Linked DNA regions of Hordeum vulgare: region 1 is linked to region 2. A link is a contact called in public Hi-C data. All regions are on one chromosome and are shown on one strand. Each heading gives the region's core, a stretch centred on a gene start, on an enhancer-like site or on the middle of the called end of the contact. The rest is flanking DNA. Distances are from core to core; before and after follow the strand shown.

Region 1 (2,957 bases), core at 282-2,781, 390 kb before region 2:
CACCCTGCTCCCCCACTTGCCAAGTTTTTTTTAACCCTGTCCAGCAAGTTGCCAACCCAGAATGCAAGTACCAGGATGCTATGATAGGGGGCAGTGAATTACCGGGATGCACGTCGATGGTCTCATGCTCAATGCCGGCCGGCACAAGGCTGTCGTTGTACCGGTACGGGCCCTTGCCGTTTATCAGCACGCCGTCCGGCATCCCGACCTCCTTCCCTTCATCAAGCATCTTCCTCAGATCCTGCAGCGCGGAATCACATGGTCAAGCAATTAAGCCAATGTGGCACTGTATCTCTCATAAGAAATCAGTGCGGCGCTGTGATTAGCTTGGTGGCCGGAACCGCGTGTTTTACGACGACGCACCGTGTGGTTCCTGTTGTACCAGTCGCCGATGAGGATGGTGATGTCGCCGTCGGGGCGGCCGAAGGGCACGGCGATGACGGCGCGGTTGTTGACGACGATGCCGCCGAAGCCGCCGGCGGCGCGCTGCAGGCCGGTGGAGGGGAAGTAGAAGAAGCTGCCGATCTGGTCCTTGACCTGGAACTCGTACGTCCAGTTCCACCCGGCCGGGATGGGGCAGTTGGTGCCCAGCACGCCGTCCTGCCAGCAGTTCTTCCGGTGCTGGATCCCGTTCCTGCATGCCACCGCGCAACACAATTCTCAGCGGCCTGCCTGCTGCGACTCGAAGGAATCAAATCAATGGCGGCAACACGCGCGCGCGCGAGAGAGAGAGGGGGAATGGGCATGCACCAGGTGATTAGGAGGGGCTCGTCGAGGTCGTTGAGCACGTTGACGACGACGTTCCAGTTGGTGGTGATGTTGACGACGGGGCCCGGGAACTTGCCGTTGATGCCTATCACCTACCGGCGACAAGGAAACAACGGCTCCTTAAAAACGAGACGGAGGGTGGGGAGCAGAGGACAATGCCTGCGCTGCGCGACGAGTGATATGAGAGTAAAATGGCTGCTAGCTTAAGCTTGCCTGCTGCTTGACGCCGAGGGGCGCTGCGGTGACGTAGGAGACGTCCCAGTCGAAGAAGGCGTAGGGGTCGCCGGCCATTGCCGGCACGGCGGCGCACGCCACCAGCGCGAGAAGCCGCCACATTGCGGCGGGTCGAGCCCGGCGGTCTTGGGAAATGAGTAGCTGGGCGGATGAAGCGACAGGAAGAGCAGGTGATTCAGTCAGTGGAGCTGCACTGTGGAGAGCAGAGCAGAGAGCAGAGAGCGGGACGGACTGGGGAGGAAGGAAGGAGGAGGACTGGCTCGACAGCGTGTACGCAGAGGGGGAGCGCGTGCGCGTGGTAGGTCACAGGGTGGCGTGGCGCCGCGGCGGAATGCTGCGGTGGGGGAGCGTATGCGCTTGGAGTGGACTGAGCTGAGCGCGGCGGGGAAATGCCCGTGTTGGAGCGGAGCCTGCTCGACCGGTGGTCGCAGCGGTCGTTGCCTTGGCAGCAAAATTTGCTCGGTCTTGTGTTTCACTGGATGGATCTGATTACCGTTGGATAGTCCAAGCTTGCGATGGTCCACGTATTACGAACAAGTTTGGCCCTAAGCACAACAAAGCATCTGCTTCCAAGTCTCAGCACAGGAAATCGTTGGACTATAAAAACCTTCTTAAACTCTTCGAGCACCCACGTTGTGAAGCGCGCACGGCGCTCCAGCATCTCCACATGCGCAGGCCAGCGAATGGCCAGCAGTGACCGGGGCGCGAACGTGGGATCCCATGCGCGCAGCCGCGGTGATGGCGGTGGTGGCATTGGCTGCGGTCGGTGCGCCCCCCCACCACCCCTCGCGCCATCTTGACCGGCGCCGCAGGGCACGTGCATGCATGGGACCGGCTGCACGACAGCGGCTGGCTCTCCGACGGAATTATAGCATCCACAGCCACACTTAACAAACCCGGCCACTCAAATGATCATGAACCGTATATACATTAACCAATCATAATTAATATCAATTTTGCTAAAACACCATGTGAGATAAGTATTACACATCTAAGTTCTATATCATTGATATCACATAGGGATTTATGTGGGTATTTTTTATATATATTTAATTTAATCATTTAGATGTATAATAATTATGTTACATGTAGACGTGCCCTAGACACATTTATTTTATATTTTATGCTATGGATCCGAATACCTTATATTTTATTTCTTAAATTCATACAAATCATACAAAAGATGACATACATACTAGTCTATAAACTACACTTTGTTGTTGTCGAAAATGTTCACGACGTCCGGGCCGACGTCTGTGGTGTGCTCCACCTCTATAAACTACATATTAGATGGGCGCGTAGGAGGGTTTTGGCCACTCCTCCTTCATAGTCGCGTGCATCTCGTCGACGTCTGTGGTGTGCTCCACCTCCGCCTCTTGCAAACCACGTCGCTTGGCCTTCGTCGTCGATTTCGACCAGAAGGAATCAAGGATCACATGTTGCTCCGCCTGCAGATCCGCGGCCCCTGCGTCCCTCACACCCTCCTCCTCCTCTCTCTCCTCCTTCTTCTCCCCGTCCTCATGCTCCTCCTCCTCCTCCTCCGGATCTAACACATCCGGAGGTAGCCCCGCGGCTATCCAGTCTTCGTGCCTTGCAAGGACCTGATCAAGTAGTTGTAGTCGACGCTCCGACATTAGATAAGTTGTCCGGTGGCATGGGGGCATATCTACTAGAGTAAAGTGAAGGACGACGAGCTTTAAGTAGCAGACGGCGAGCGAAAGTGGCGGCGACAGATGTCGAGGGAACGAGCTTGACAATAGTACGAGGGGTACGGATGAGGGGGCGGAGCCTAGCTATGGCGCATGTGTAACACTCGGATGTAGGAGTCCAGGCCCCATTCGGAAGTGGTAAAGACCCTACGTCTCGAGCCGAGAGACTTAGTGTTTGCTTATTAGGGGTGTGAATACACACGGTGCTTAACCCTTGTCGAAGAGCATCGGGAGAGCTTATATAGA
Region 2 (2,700 bases), core at 131-2,630:
AGGGATGAACATGGCAATTTTTTGGGAAGCTTTGCGCTGGTGATAGCTTGTGTCGAGGATCCCGCTATCCTGGAGATGATCGCTTGTAGAGAAACTTTGGCTCTAGCGGAAGACTTGCACGTGGAGCGCATGTTGGTCTCATCGAACTCTAAGCAAACCATATCACACATTGCAACTTTAAGCAGGGGAAAGCATGGAGCCATAGTCAATGAGATTAAGCTTAGATCGAGTTTTTTTGTTGTAACTTTACTTTCGAAGGGCGTGGTGCCAATACGGGAGCACATAGCTAGCCAAGTACTCTCTTTCTCTTGATCTCGGGTGTCACGCTTGGTTGAGCCAACCCCACGATCAATCTTGTATCCCAGAGCTTGTGGCTTATGATTAATAAAGCATTGCTTTACCCTTAAAAAACTTACTCGTAGACTCGTTCGGTCCGGTTTTATTCCATTTTTCCTTTTTTATTTACTTGTTTTCTCTACCTTTTTGTTTTTTCATTAGACTTTTCATTTTTACACTGTTCTTACCGATTTTCTTTGATTTTTTATTTTTTATTTTCTTTGTTGGTTTTCATTGGTTCTTTCATATTTCTTTGTTTCTTTTGGTTTTCATTCTATATTTTTGTATATGTCAACAATATTTTTATTAAATGTTTATTATTTTATAAATACATTTTAAATAATTTTTTAATACACGGGAATTTTGTTTTGTATACATATTTTAAACATTTTTTAAATGCTTGATTAATATTTTTATATATAACATTTCTTGAATACATGATAAACATTTTTTATACACATTTTAACATTTTCAGATGCTTGATTGTTTTTCTAAATATGAGATTGACATTTTTTATTACATGGTCAACATATTATTTATACACTTTTATTATTTTTAAAATGTTCTGATTAACATTTTCTGAACACTTGTTATTTTTTGAATGCCTCATTAACATTTTTTAAGTATATGATCCTTTTTTTCATACCCACTGTATTTTCTTGTATACTTTATAAATATTTTCTCGATACACATTTAACTTTTTAAATACTTGGTTAACATTGCTATAAAATGTCTTTCAAACTGTTTTATAAATATATTTATTGATATATTTATTAGAAGTAAAAAAAAGCAAAAACAGCAAAAAAACATGAAAAAAAACGAGTCCGTGGACCTTCCGCGAGCTGGGCAGGCCCATCTAGCGCTCTTCTTGAAGCGAGGGTTCCTACGTCTCGCTATAAGCGATACATAGGGGCCCCCATACGAGATGAGTTTAGGTTTCCGAACTTCGTCGCTTCGTCAGGGACCGTACCTGTTTCTTACGGCGACGACGCCCTCTCTTCTTTCCGTCACCCAGACGAGAAAACGGACTCCTTTATTTTATTTCATCAGCGAAGGAAAGAAAACGGAGGGAGTATAGCTCCTTCACCCTGTGATGGATGTCTATGTCTTGAGGCGGAAGTAGAAATCGAAGAACTCTTTATTAATCCCCAACAAATCCACCAAGAAGAAGAAGGAAAATCACCATAAACCCTCGCGTCCGAAAAAAAACCCTGCCCCATTCGCCCCCCACCGCCGTGCCGGGCAAGCAGAAGCAGCCGCCGCAGCCGCACGGCGTCATGGCGCCGGAGCCGGAGCCGGAGGACGGGAGGGAGCTCTACGCGCTTCTGCACCTCTCGCCGGAGTCCTCCGACGAGGAAATCCGCAGGGCATACCGCCAGTTCGCGCAAATCTACCACCCCGACAAGTACCAGGACCCCCAGGTAACCCTCCCGCCCCCTCTCTCTCCGGGCTGCCGCTGAGATTCGATTAGTGGTGGCTTAGGGTTGCTGCACCCATAGTTTTGGGCTTTTGGCTGGTGGTGACATTGCGGTAGCTTGGGATGCGGTGCGGTGGGGCAAATTGGTGCGGGAATTTGATTGTTTCGAGGTCGTTAAGCAGTTGGGTTTCACTGGTTTGATCCTGTACTGTCGTGTGCTTGGATTAGGCGTTGGTTGCTTCGGACAGACATTGCTGTTGGTATCCTATAGTTTGTAGGTATTTCTCCTTTGAGGAGAGACAGAGATCAAAGGGAAGGGTTGGGCAATGTCTATGTCTCTATTTGCTAACTCACGTGGTATGAATTTATTCCTTTATCATGTATCAATCAGATTACGTCTGAGATTATTAGGAGAATTATAAGATCATAGGAAGAGACTGGGTAATGCTGAGTCAAATGCGCACGCCGGTTGAATGAAACCTATATTTTTTGTGATCAGTCTGGAACAGGACAGGTCTTCGTTCGTTATGTGGTAACAACCTATCTTGCGTATTTTGTTCGGATATTGGAGAGGTGACAACCTGTCATGAGCACTGGAGAAGTGACAAGTGACAACCTGTCATGGCATTACCTCATACCGTAGAAACACAAGCACGGGCATCCTGCTAATTATATTTTGATCAGACCAATTCATCCTGTAAATATCAATTTGGCGAAAGAAAAAGTTATTTGATAAATGGAAATTAGAGAAGGGACATGCCGTTACATGTTTTTTCTGTATTCGCAATTTATATTAATATTGCTAGGATTAAAATTTCATTCAATGGTAGTTAGACTTGCACTTGTGCTATCTGCATTTTGCTGAATAACTCATCTGCAATAATTTACATTCCTGAGTTCTTCTGACCTGACTAGGATCTTCTTTTGTTGTCTTTTCTGCTTCTATA

Evidence for each region. A called contact is a pair of places that touch in the nucleus more often than the background predicts.
Region 1: a Hi-C map of leaf shows a contact between it and region 2, with 7 times the contacts expected there. The contact joins the promoter of LOC123433959 here to the promoter of LOC123433943 in region 2. A contact is called at or near these places in 2 of 6 Hi-C or Micro-C datasets (leaf and seedling) and 1 of 1 datasets of contacts at active chromatin or transcription factors (embryo).

Annotation. Positions count from the first base shown.
Region 1 is chr1H:325,392,325-325,395,281 of MorexV3_pseudomolecules_assembly, reverse strand. LOC123433959 (monocopper oxidase-like protein SKU5) reads right to left here and starts at 1,531. Exons shown (of 6, transcript XM_045115485.1): 1 at 982-1,531; 2 at 751-860; 3 at 364-634; 4 at 103-241. The coding sequence starts at 1,104.
Region 2 is chr1H:325,001,904-325,004,603 of MorexV3_pseudomolecules_assembly, reverse strand. LOC123433943 (chaperone protein dnaJ 13) reads left to right here and starts at 1,380. Exons shown (of 13, transcript XM_045115484.1): 1 at 1,380-1,757. The coding sequence starts at 1,614.